Regions from separate parts of the Rattus norvegicus genome. Here region 1 is linked to region 2. A link is a contact called in public Hi-C data. All regions are on one chromosome and are shown on one strand. Each heading gives the region's core, a stretch centred on a gene start, on an enhancer-like site or on the middle of the called end of the contact. The rest is flanking DNA. Distances are from core to core; before and after follow the strand shown. Region 1 holds the start of Pigr (polymeric immunoglobulin receptor). Region 2 holds the start of C4bpa (complement component 4 binding protein, alpha).

Region 1 (5,830 bases), core at 2,972-5,471, 190 kb before region 2:
CCCCCCTCCTCATAAACCCAGTTTAGCTGGCTCCCCTTTGGTTAAAGTGACTGCTTTTCAGCTTGTTGGACAAACCTTTGCTCATCTAATCTCTAAAGTTCCTCTTTACAGGAAGGGACACCTGGGCCCTACTAGCTTGGCTAGTAAGCTATCTATTCCTGTATCCCCTAAACAGCCTACAGTTTTCACAGCCCAGGAGAAGATAAGATGGAGTTCCCAAAACTCCAGGAGCTACAGAGGAGAAATAGAACACGAGTTAAGAACACCAGAAGCCAAGCGTGACACTTTCTGGCATCTCATGAGTACGAACTTGAAACAGTCAGACAACCTGAAGCTGAGAAGAATAGGGCGGGGACGGCTTGGCTGCACTGGCTTCTCTTTATTTCTTCCTTGGCAGGAACTGAATAGTCCCTTCTCCTATTCCAGGAAGAGCATTGCCTACGTCCATGTGGGATTATCACTTTCACCTCTCACAGACCAGGAGTAGAGCACAGAGTAGCATGAGCTTGGAGATTGGCACATAAAGAAGAGTGCTAGGGATGGAAGAGAAACTGGTAGGTCCAGCCCTCCATTCTCTCATGAGGATAAGGAATAAAAGTCTAACATTCGGGTAGAATATACTGACACAATGCTTTCATCTATAAAATGTGTATGAGAGTTTCAGACTCTTCTAATTTGGAAAGGAACTGCCTTTCTATGGGAGAACAGAGGGAAAGATAGCACTTAGCTTTCAACTCTGTCACTTGGGGTCTGTGTGGGCTTTTAAACTGAGCCTACAGGTCCTCCTCTGCAAAGGGAATAAGATTCTTTATCATAGAGGGTTGTTCTACAGATCAAATAACAAAGTCCTTGCAGAGTGATGGGATTAAAAGTGTTAATTCGCCCACACCTCCCCTACAAAATCATTGAGGTCTTCTCTTTCTTTGGGTCAAAGAGTGAAGGGGGACTAGCAGACTCTTAGCTGGGCATCTTATCAAGACTTGGAGAGAGCTATTTATATTTAGATCGAGCACCATGACTCTGGAGACAAGCATTGTGGCCTGAGTTAAAAGAACACATGAGAATTCTTTCCAAGACCTTTACTGATGTTAACTTTTTTTTTTTATTATTAACTTGAGTATTTCTTATTTACATTTCGAATATTATTCCCTTTCCCAGTTTCCGGGCCAACATCCCCCTAACCCTTCCCCCTCCCCTTCTTTATGGTTGTTCCCCTCCCCATCCTCCCCTCATTACCGCCCTGCCCCCAACAATCATGTTCACTGGGGGTTCAGTCTTAGCAGGACCAAGGGCTTCCCCTTCCACTGGTGCTTTTACTAGGCTATTCATTTGATGTTAACTTTTTAATCCTCACAGCTACCCCAGGAAGCAGGGCCTAAAGTGCAAACAGGTAAGTCATCTGCCCATGGTAAGTGCCCAAGTGAGAACAGGAGAGGAACATACCCAGAACTCAGAGTAGATCTTTGGCTCTCACATGATAGGTACGGGCTGTGTACTTGAACAGCATGCACACACATGTATATGCCACACACATACATGCATATACTACACACATGTATATAGCACACACATACACACACGTATATGCCACATATACACACCACACACACGCACATACATATATACATCACATACACACATGTATATACACATGTATATATCACACACATGCATATATATATATATACCACATACACATGTATACACCACACATACACACACACACTACACACACACACACTAAAGTAATAAAAAATAAATATTACAAAAGGGCATAGGAGCTTAGTGACTGATGTGCTGGAGGGGCTCTGGCTGCTAGAGGAACCAGCAGGAAGAGGAAGGGGCAGACAGAACAGCTTTGGAGAAGAGAGTCAATTTGTTCTCTCCTTGGAAAGGCAATTCTCATGAAGAGTCACCGGACCTGGAGTTGGTGCCAGGAGATCTTTCTTCCTGAAAACCCTGGTCATTGTTTATTTAGCACTGGGCATGGGTGAGGAGTGTTACCTTTGTTTCCTGAGTCTGGTTACATCTATGCCAAAGCTCTCCCACTCCTGCTATGCTGTGTCGATGCCAGCGACTCTGGGATCCTGGCTTCAGTGTACCCAGAGTCATGTTTTCTGCTGAGCCCAGTGCAAACATGTATAGGTCGAGCGTCCCTTGTCTAAAATGCTAGGATCAGAAGTGGTCTCCATTTTAAGTTTTGGGCTATTTTTAGATATCTGATAAGATATCTTGGGAATAGTATCCAAGTCTAAACATACCCTGAAGAAAATTACATATATATATATATATATATACATATACATATACATATATATACATACATACATACACACACATATATACATATATACATACATACATATATATATATATATATATATATATATATATATATATATATATATATATATATATAATTGGTGCCCAGAACTAGTGTGGAATTTTTTGCTTGTGTGATATTGGCATTTCAGATTTTAGAATTACATATTCGGGAATACTCAACCTGTAATTAATTAATTACTTTAGAAATGGAGTCTCTGTGTGACCGACCTCTAACTCACAATCCTGCCAACCTTCCCCCTTAGCCCCACAAGTATTAGGATTAAAAGTGTGTTCTAGTTGCATGTATTTTTTTAAGTTAAGTCGCTTGCTTTGCTAGGTGATCTCAAAGGACCTTTAAAACCATATCAGAAAGGGTGTATCAAGATATTGTTTGGAACTGCTGGATGACTCTACTTCCTTCACATTAACGCATGAAGACTTAGCTGCTTCAACTGTGAGATGAAATGCTGTCTACCCTCCCCAGCTCCTTGGTGTTTAGGTGTGGGAAGGAGATGAAGCTGTGAAGCCCCAGGGAAAGTGGATTTACTGAACGAAAAGCTGAAGTGATTGGGTTTCTTGTGAATGAACCCCACAGATCTAGAGATGTGCTGGGAAGCAGGTGGTGGTCACAGAGCTGGCTGTTCTCCTGACTCCTGGTTCAGTTCTTTGAACTACGACACCACATCCAGGGCAGGCAGACGCATGAGTGGAAAGATTCACACATGGCCAAGCCTCTACTTTCACCTACCAGATAGATGCCTTCTCCCCAAATCTCCGGCACTGGCACATCCCTCTTGATAGTCAAGAAAGCGCTACATCCCTTAGCAGAAGGGGAGAGGGTTAATAAAAAGTGTCTTACAAAATGTGTGTGTCTCCTTGATCGAAGTATAGTGGCAGTTACACAAATGGAGCCGGTGCCGAGGATGAAGCTAGGCTGGTGGTACTGTCCTTTGGGATTGGCTTAGGAATATTGTCGGGATGGGGTAAGGCTGCGAGGGCTGAGACCGGTGGTTGCTTAGGTGCTGGGTCAGGGGGTTCATCGGGCACAGGGCTGCTGCCTGCACCCTGGAGGTGGCTCTGCTCTCTACTTATTCTATTACTCTGCAGGGACATTGCTCTCCATTTAAAGCGGGGCAGAGTGACATCGCAATGCATACTTGTTTTTAGTGGCACGAATATGGGGAGGCAAGCCTAGATTGCAAATAGAAATGATTTTAGAGCCTCAGAGAAGCCCATAAAAAAAAAAAAGAATTGAATGTGGCCTCCTCCAAAAGGTAGCCGAGGCTATGTGCTCTGTTGTGCAACCTGCATCCAGATCTCAATTCATTCTTGAGTAGTGGAACTGAATTAAGGTGCCTCCAACTTATTACTAGATTGCTACACTTTACACATATTTTCTCCTTTGGACCCACTCTGTCCAGCAGTGACAACTGTTATCTTTAAATTCCCATTTTACAGATTAAGGCTGGAAAGATCAGGTACTGTGTAAGTCAGCAACTATAGGAGGATAAGGGGATTAGGGCTTAAGGGGAAACAGATGTTTTCTTCTCACCTACGATATTTTGCAGAAAAGGCTGAGGCATGCCAGTGTACATACCTGCCTTTCCTTGGACCACTGGGATCTACCCCTGGACTCCCTGTGACATACAGTCACACCATCTGCCCTGCCCTCCTCACCTTCTCTGTGAGGCTGATAACTGGGAAAGCGGTGGATCACCTAAGCTAATATCCCAAGAAGCATCCTATCCCAGTATCCCAGGAAGCACACTTACTTTTAGCTACTTCCTTCTTTCCAGGTGATTCAGTTTCGGGCACAGCCTGCCAGCCAGTGTGTGCCCCTGCCCTTCTAGAAGCTTCCAGGGAGGCACTGGTGACTGCTGTCAAAACTGAAACTGTGCTCTGGCTTGACCCGCACCTGGCTCTTAAAGGGCCGCTGTCCCATAGTCAAGGTAGCCAGCCAGAGCACGTGACTCCCACAGATCCTTGCTCTCCTGGCTGGCTCCATTCATTCTACCCTGTACTTAGGGAGACACCATCACACATAGATCCTCCTTTGTTGCAGCTTCAGGATATGGGGACAGAATGTCCCCTTAGTGTTTGGTCTCACCTCCCCAGTCACTAGGGATTGCCCTGTTCCTATGACTACCTAATACAAGGAGCCGGAAATGCCACTCTTTGAGCACCATCTGCAAAGTTCCCCTTTTCTGCCTAGGGCTTTCAGTACCTTGGGAACTACGAACTACACTAATTCCCTTTTCAACCCAGACTCTACCCAAGCTCCTTAAAGCTGAGCTGAATGTGGGGAGAGAGTCTTGACCTGGCTATCCACAGCAGAAGACTCCCACAAGCTGAGTCAACTACAGCAAGTCCAGGTCATGACCTATTTCATAGCCAGATAATCATAGCCTTCCTGTGCCACACAGATGGAGCCCATTGTTCCAAATACATTCCTCTACACGCTCACAACCTTCCCTGCCCCCCTGAAGTTCTATGCACTGTACCTAGGCCTGGCTCACCCACTCGTATTTCAAGAGTATTAAATCAAACTCCCAGAAGGGGAAAGGAAAAAGGAGACAGGGGCAAGAGAAACAGGAAGATCAGTCTATACACATGAGTTCAAAGGAGGATCAGTCTATACATGTGAGTTCAAAGGAGGGTCAGTCTATACATGTGAGTTCACTCGTGTGCACTAGCCCACAAGACAAGCACAGGTTTTGATGACAAGAAAAGAAATATTTTTTTTATTATGGAGTTCCATTGAAGATCATACATCTACAATCTGATTGATGCGAGAAAAAAAGAAATCATGGTCACTTCCAGGAAAGCTCAGTCCAATTCAACGATATTTCAGATTGGATTTCGTTTTCCTTTTGTCTTCTTTCCCTCCTCTGGGTGGCAACATTACTGCTTTGGTCTTGGTTTGCTGCGCTGCTGTGTTGGTCTTGTTCCTCAAAAAGAAAAAGTGGTTCTGTGACCCAAGATAGAACTTCCACCTAGTCAGTGGGACCTTTTACCTTTACTCCTTCCAAGGGCTTTGCAGTACCCACACTCCAGATTTTCTTGTCTCTATAGCTCAACTCCTTCAGTAGGGCTTTGCGGCTTCTCAGCCCTCCTTTGTTCTTGTGATTGTATAGTGGACTGGCTGATCTGTAGCTTCCTGCGGTCTCGAGAAAACCATGGTCCCATGATGCCTATGTGTCTTTTGAACTGCAGAGCTCTCATGTCATTGGAGGGACAATGGGGTACGGCAAGACGGTGGACCTTGGTAGTTTAGAGAAGACAGGCAATATTGCAACCTATTGGCTCTGGAATTTCTAAACTGTCTACACAGCACTGTTAATCTCCTCTCTTCTGGAGCTGAGGCTTAGAGCCATGGTGGCAGGTGGGAGGTCACAGAGGGGCATTATTAACAGCTTTCTTCCTCACTAGCAATTTCCTGCTCCAATGATTATAGGGAGATATATGGGGACAGAGATGACACAAGCCCATTTCTGCCATCTGAGAG
Region 2 (6,594 bases), core at 941-3,440:
AAAAAGTTAAAGGAAATTAGAAGATTCAGGAGACTTTAGGATTAATATGGGAGCTCTCTTAGTTTCCTTTCCTGCTGCAGTAATAAAATACCTTTACAAAAGTAACTTCGGGAGAAAGCTCTTTGTTTTTCTCTCACTGTCCCATATTGCAGTCCAACATAACAGGGAATTAAAGGCATCATAAGCATGAGGTAGCTGATCATAGTGTGTGCTTTGTCAGAGGAGAACAATAAATACATGCATTGCTAGCATGCTGTGCTCAGTGTCTTGTACTGTACAGGACCCCAGCCTAGGGAATGGTGTCACCTGTAGTTCTCACTTCAATTGACAAAGTCAAGATAATCCCCCACAGACATACCCAAAGGCTCATCTCCTAGCTGATAGCACTAAGAGTCACAAGAGACAAGAGTCAACTAAGAGTCACCAGAGTCAAAGGGCAAGGGTAATTTAGAATAGAAATGTTCAGCAATGTTAAAGGCTTCAGAAACATTACAAGAGATAAACCAAAGACATTTGAACCTGCAGATGAAGACTGCATTCTCGAGAAGTTCAGTGTCAGAGTAAAGAAGGAAAAGGAATTTGAAGTTTTGGCAAGATTTCAGGAACACTTCGGGATAAGAGACAACGTGAAAAGTGTAGAAAAGAAGAATCAACCCTTTAAATCAGGGCTGAACAGGAGAGAAAAACAATGGCAGAGATGTAACTAATAGAGTGCATTCCTAAAAGAGAAGGCAAAGTGACGTGTTGAGAGTAAGTTAGTCCCCTCAGAGAGAAAACTCTGTGCCCATCATAGTAGAAAGCAGGAAAAGAACTTGAACACATTGGAAAATGACATTTTGAAGACTGAACTTACGGGCGTTATTTCCTCTAACTCAGCATCCAGGACTTTGTAGGATCACCTTTACGTGGACTCTTAACACATTAAGTCAGTCTCTGACCTTTGTGACATATCTGTGCTTTCTTTACCTCTAATATTCTTCTCATTTTCATCTGAGTAATTTCTGCTCATCATTGAAGGCCCACCCTAAGTCTCATATCCTGGTCAAACTTTACCTATAACCTCCATCTGTGGGGCCATTAGTGTTTGTTACGGGAAATAAATTATGATGTCAAAGAAGTTTTGCTTTGTTTTGTTTCACTATGTGGATCCAAGCCAAGGACCTTGTACATGTCAGACAGGAGTTCTACCACTGAACATTGTTTCCAGCCCTTGGTTTCTGAGATAGGATCTTACCATGTAGCCCAGGCTGATGTTGAACTCCTAATCCTCCTGCCTCAGCCTCCTAAATGCTACAGTTATGAGCTTGTACCGCTACATCCGGTAAGAACTAATTTTTACTACTTATTTTTAGAGTTACAATTATTTATTTATATATGGGGAATTTGTGGCATGGTTCGTATCTGGTAGTCAAAAGATAACATGCAGGAGTTGGTTCATTCTGGGGATAAAACTCAGGTCTTTAGGCTTTGTAACACGCACTGCTACCCACAGAACCATCTCACTGGTCCAGAACTGCTTTTCAATAGCAATCTTTTGGGCACACACATCTTTAAACTTATTATTAATAAACTAAACAGGCCATTTTAGGACTTGGCTTTATCCATAGATTTACGTGATCTCAAACACATAAATTAGCATCTTCATTGCATTTTTCTGAGTAGTGACCAGTGTCAGACTGACTTTCATTTGGTGCCTGGTGGTGGTAGTTGTTAACATCTGTTAAGCTCTGAGTATGATCCAGGCAAGTCAGCACACAACAGAAACTCAATAAACAAAATACACTCCGTGTCTATTGTAGCTTCAGGTGAGATGTGGAGATGAGTGAAGAGCCAGGGCCTCGGGAGGTCCCCATGTGTCTCTGGGACTAGTGTCCTGGGAAGAGGACATTTTGGTCAGAGTGGATCTGAACTCCAACTCAGGGCTTCTAGGCTGGTTGGGTTTTGTGTTGCATAACTCTTATGGTTATGAAAAGACGGAAAATTCTGGCATCAAATTCCAGTCACCCTTCTCACTTAGGGGAAATGCTTGGCAGAGAAGAAAATAAACAATTGCAACACATGGCGAAGAACGAGGGCTGGTGGGAAAGGGGACTAGGGAAACACTGCTTCGTCTGTTAATCATCCACCGGGACGGGGAGAGTTTCTCCCTGTCCATCTTATTCAACTACCTGATCAGCCACTTGCGTGGGCGGAATGCAAGGATCACCTGCGCGTGGGTCGACTCCAGGAACTTTTTGATAGAGCAATTACTGGCCAGTTTTAGGATAATGTGATCAACTCTCATCTTGGGAGAAACTAGTACAGGAGAGATCCAGTCAGCACCACAGGGTCCTTTCTCTGCTACTGCAGGTCAGTAGGTTACTGAGCACGTGGGTAGAGTGCTGGGGGTAAAGCTGGTCTGCAAGCTCTTTAGTGTTGCAAGCTCTTTAGTGTGTGCACCTCTGTGTTCTATTTACTATTTTTGAGAATAATTACATTTTCCCATTCCTTTTCCTCCCTCCAAATCCTCCCGTATAGCCCTCCCTGTTCCCTTTCAAAGATGGCCTCCTTTTGCATGAATTGTTATTGCATGTGTCTATTCCTAAATATAACCTGTCCCACCCATACCATGTTACTTATGTGTATGTTTTCAGGGCTGATCATTTAGCATTAGAAAACCAATGGGGAAGATCACAGCTCTCACTCCCAGCTTTTCTCAGTTGCCTATAGTTCTTTGTGTACAATCAATGACTCGTGGGATTCCCCTCTCTCATTTTGTATGATTGTCAGTATCCTTGTTTGGGTCATGTTTGGGAGGTTATGTTGGTGAGACGTTTCTGATCTAGTTTCTGATGTTACTCGGTGACATAATCTCACAGTAAACTCCTCGATCCCCTGGCTCCTACAATCTTTCTGCCACCTCTTCTGTAAAGTTTCCTCTCAGGTGCAGGAGTGTTTTTTAGATGTAGCCATTAGAACTGGGCCCCATAACTCTGCATTTTGATTGGTTTTGATTTTCTGTGGTGGTCTCTGTTGGAAAGACAAGTTGGGGGTTTTGTTGTTATTTGTTTTGTTGTTGTTGTTGTTGTTGGTGGTGGTGGTGGTGGTGTGTGTGTGTGTGTGTGTATTTTCTGATGGGGGTGAAGACTAAGTGAATAGTAGGATAAATGTTTATAGACTGTTTTTAGAGACTATGCAGGTTTAGTAAATTAGTGGTTTGTAGATTCTCTGCTAAGAACTGGGGCTTCACTAGCATTGAGATGTTGGTTAACCAGGTTTGCAATAACAGACATGGTTTTCCTCTTGTCGAATGGGTCTTAAGTCCAATTGGATAGTTTCTGGTTACTTTCAAACTCTGTGTCTTACCGCTGCACCCTTAGGGTTAGTGGGTCGTGTTGCTCCTTGATGCATTCATAGACATCATAGCTGGGTAGGACTGTCGGTCGCCTCCTTTCTTTTTCAGAAGGTTGCATGATGCCTTCTAGTAAGTAACATTTAAGTCCTCAGGGAGGGGGCATTCAGATCAGTTCCATTTCCGGTCTCTAGTCTTTGTTTCCAAAGTGCATGGCGTCTTCAGCAGTAGAGACTTACCTTTCACTGTTAGGGGGTAACCAAGGGCAACAGCAGTAGACTGTATGTCTCTGACATCCCTAGACAAAAACTCAAAAGGGGGCTTTTTTTTATGTTTTTTTTTAATTAACTTGAGTATTTCTTATTTACATTTCGAGTGTTATTCCCTTTCCCGGTTTCCGGGCAAACATCCCCCTTCCCCCTCCCCTTCCTTATGGGTGTTCCCCTCCCAACCCTCCCCCCATTCCCGCAGTCCCCCCAACAGTCTAGTTCACTGGGGGTTCAGTCTTAGCAGGACCCAGGGCTTCCCCTTCCACTGGTGCTCTTACTAGGATATTCATTGCTACCTATGAGGTCAGAGTCCAGGGTCAGTCCATGTATAGTCTTTAGGTAGTGGCTTAGTCCCTGGAAGCTCTGGTTGGTTGGCATTGTTGTACATATGGGGTCTCGAGCCCCTTCAAGCTCTTCCAGTTCTTTCTCTGATTAAAAGGGGGCTGCTTATGTCTGGTATTGGGAGTTTTGTTAGGCAATCTTTAATTTTGGAGGACCCCGTCACCAGATGAGAAAAGTTTATTAAAACTATATTTGCATATTTATACATAGAATTGCATGTATTACAGAGTGTTTTAAGCTAAGAGTTGTGTATGGAAGACACTATTTATTTACAGTGAGCCATCTACCACCTTCGGCTCTTACAGTCTTTCCACCTCTTCTTCCTCAGACATCCCTGATCCTTGAGGGGAGTGGTTGGATGAAGACATCCTGTTTAGGACTGAGCACCCTAAAGTCTCTCAGTCTCTGCACACTGTCCAGTTTTGGGTGACCATGTTAATTCCAATCTACTGCAAGAAGCTTTTCTGATCGGAGTTTAGTGGGGTGCTAATCTAAGGGTATAGTGATGTATTCATTTTATTGCTATGTTCAGTTAACAGAGTAATAATAATAGGTTTCCTTCTAAGTCATGGCCCATCTTAGACAATTGAGCAGTGTCAGGTCTGGATTCCATCTCATGGGATGGACCTTAAATCCAATGCAAAAAAAAAAAAAGAGCTATTGTTTCTTCCCATAATGTTTGTGTCACTATTGCACCAGGATATCTTGCAGGCAGATCTCTGTTGTGAGTCTTAGAGGTTGTATCAAGGTGATATTGATGAATACATTTCTCCTCCTAAGTGTGCATAGTACCTCTCAGAACCATGAATGTTAGTTAGTAAGGGTGAAGCTTCTAGTTGGGTACCAGCTTAGTTTCTCTATGTATGACAATATAAGTAATGTTGTCTTCAGCGATGGGGCTTACCAAAGGGGTTACCATGGAAAGCAACCAATAGCCTGAGAAACAGCCTGTGGTATTTATTTGGTGGCATAAGATATCTAGCTGGGGCATTGTCTCCCCCATTATATGGTTATTCTATTTAAATTCATTCCATAAATGTATATATTTTAGGAAGCATCTACAGAAGCTGATTTCCATATAATTTTCCAAATGGCTTTTAATATTAGTTGTCATTCTTTATATTCCCTCATTTGTTCTGCTCTCTCATTACCCTCCCCATTTAATACTCATATTCTAGTTTTCTCTTTGTACATCTATAAGACTATGTTGTATAGACTTGATCTCATTGGCACAGTAAAGGACTTTCTGAACAATACACTAGCAGCACAGGCATTAAGAACAACAATTAATAAATGGGACCTCATGAGGCTAAAATGCTTCTGTACAGTAAAGAACACTATTATTTGGGTAAAGCAGTAGCTGCAGGATGAAGAAGAAAATGTCTTCTTTTAGGAATCTTCACGAGTTACACATCTGGTGGAGGACTCATATCTAAACTGTATAAAGAATTTAAAAAGAAAAGCCCCGACCTTCAAGAAAATAAACAATGCAATTAAAAGGGGGGATACAGAATAAATAGCAAGTTCTCAAAGGATCAAATACAAATAGTTTAGAAGGACTTAAGGAAACGCTCAACATCTTCGGCCACCAGCCAGATGCAAATGAAAGCAACTTTGAAATTTCAACTTACTCCAGTCAGAATGGCCAAGATCATAAAATAAATGCCAACACGTGCTAGTGAGAATGCCGGGAAAATTTATTCACTGGTGGTGGCAGGGCAAACTGATACAGCCACTGTGGAAACCAGTGTGTGTGGGGAGGGTCCTCAGAAAACTGAAATCCAGTCTGTCAGAAGATCCAGCTGCAGCACTTTTGCGCATACGCCCACAGGATTCTCCACCCCACTGCAGAGACACGTATCATCCGTGTTCATTGCTGTTCTACTCAGACTAGCCAGAAATCGGAAATAACCTACATATCCATCAACTAATGAGTGGGTAACGGAAGTGAGATTTATTTGCGTAATGGAATGTTAAGAAAGAAAGATGGCATTGTGAAATTTGCAGATAAATAGATTAAGCTAGAAAATAAATCATTCCTAGAGAGATAACTCAGACCCCAAAAGACAAATGTTGTGTGTTTTCTCCTATATATGTGCGTTAGCCTTTCAGTCTTCAATATGTATTTACAATCTGAATAACCTAATCAGGGATTAGATCAGTAATGGGTTAGTAATTTTCCAAATTGTGACGCTGTCTCCTGCTCCGGGCTGACTTGAATTTATTCTCTGGCTTCACAGAACACGGGGCTCTGGCGTGTCCTCCTCTGCAAATTCTCTTCCTTTTTCCATGTGGACTGAATTTCTCTTCCTAGAGGTGGCTTTTGCAGAGGTGAGTCCTTGCTATGTCGTGTCCCCACGTCTGTGCTCATGTCTCGTCTTCCCTCCCACTCTGGAGTTTCCTTGAAGTCGTGGCTATCACAGCACTTATCCCAGTTCTCCATGACAAGTAGATTCAATGGTTATTTACTGAATTCGGGTTTTCTGGCAGAACAAATGTGGACAAAGCAGCACCAGGCCCTGCGCCCCACAAGAGCTGCCCACGGGAAGCTTCATAGAAACAGAGACGCCGTGGCCTGGCCCTTGTCTACGTTCTGCAGAGCCTCCGGTCCAACTTTGTTCCAAATGAGCCTCACTGCTGCTCTTTGGGTTG

Evidence for each region. Hi-C and Micro-C count contacts between places; a contact is called where the count stands out from the background.
Region 1: a Hi-C map of hepatocytes shows a contact between it and region 2, with 1.6 times the contacts expected there. The contact joins the promoter of Pigr here to the promoter of C4bpa in region 2. A contact is called at or near these places in 2 of 12 Hi-C or Micro-C datasets (hepatocytes and liver).

Annotation. Positions count from the first base shown.
Region 1 is chr13:44,849,573-44,855,402 of GRCr8, reverse strand. It overlaps Pigr (polymeric immunoglobulin receptor), which reads right to left and starts at 4,221. Exons shown (of 11, transcript NM_012723.4): 1 at 4,098-4,221.
Region 2 is chr13:44,659,067-44,665,660 of GRCr8, reverse strand. It overlaps C4bpa (complement component 4 binding protein, alpha), which reads left to right and starts at 2,190. Exons shown (of 13, transcript NM_012516.2): 1 at 2,190-2,349; 2 at 6,183-6,273; 3 at 6,433-6,594. The coding sequence starts at 6,438.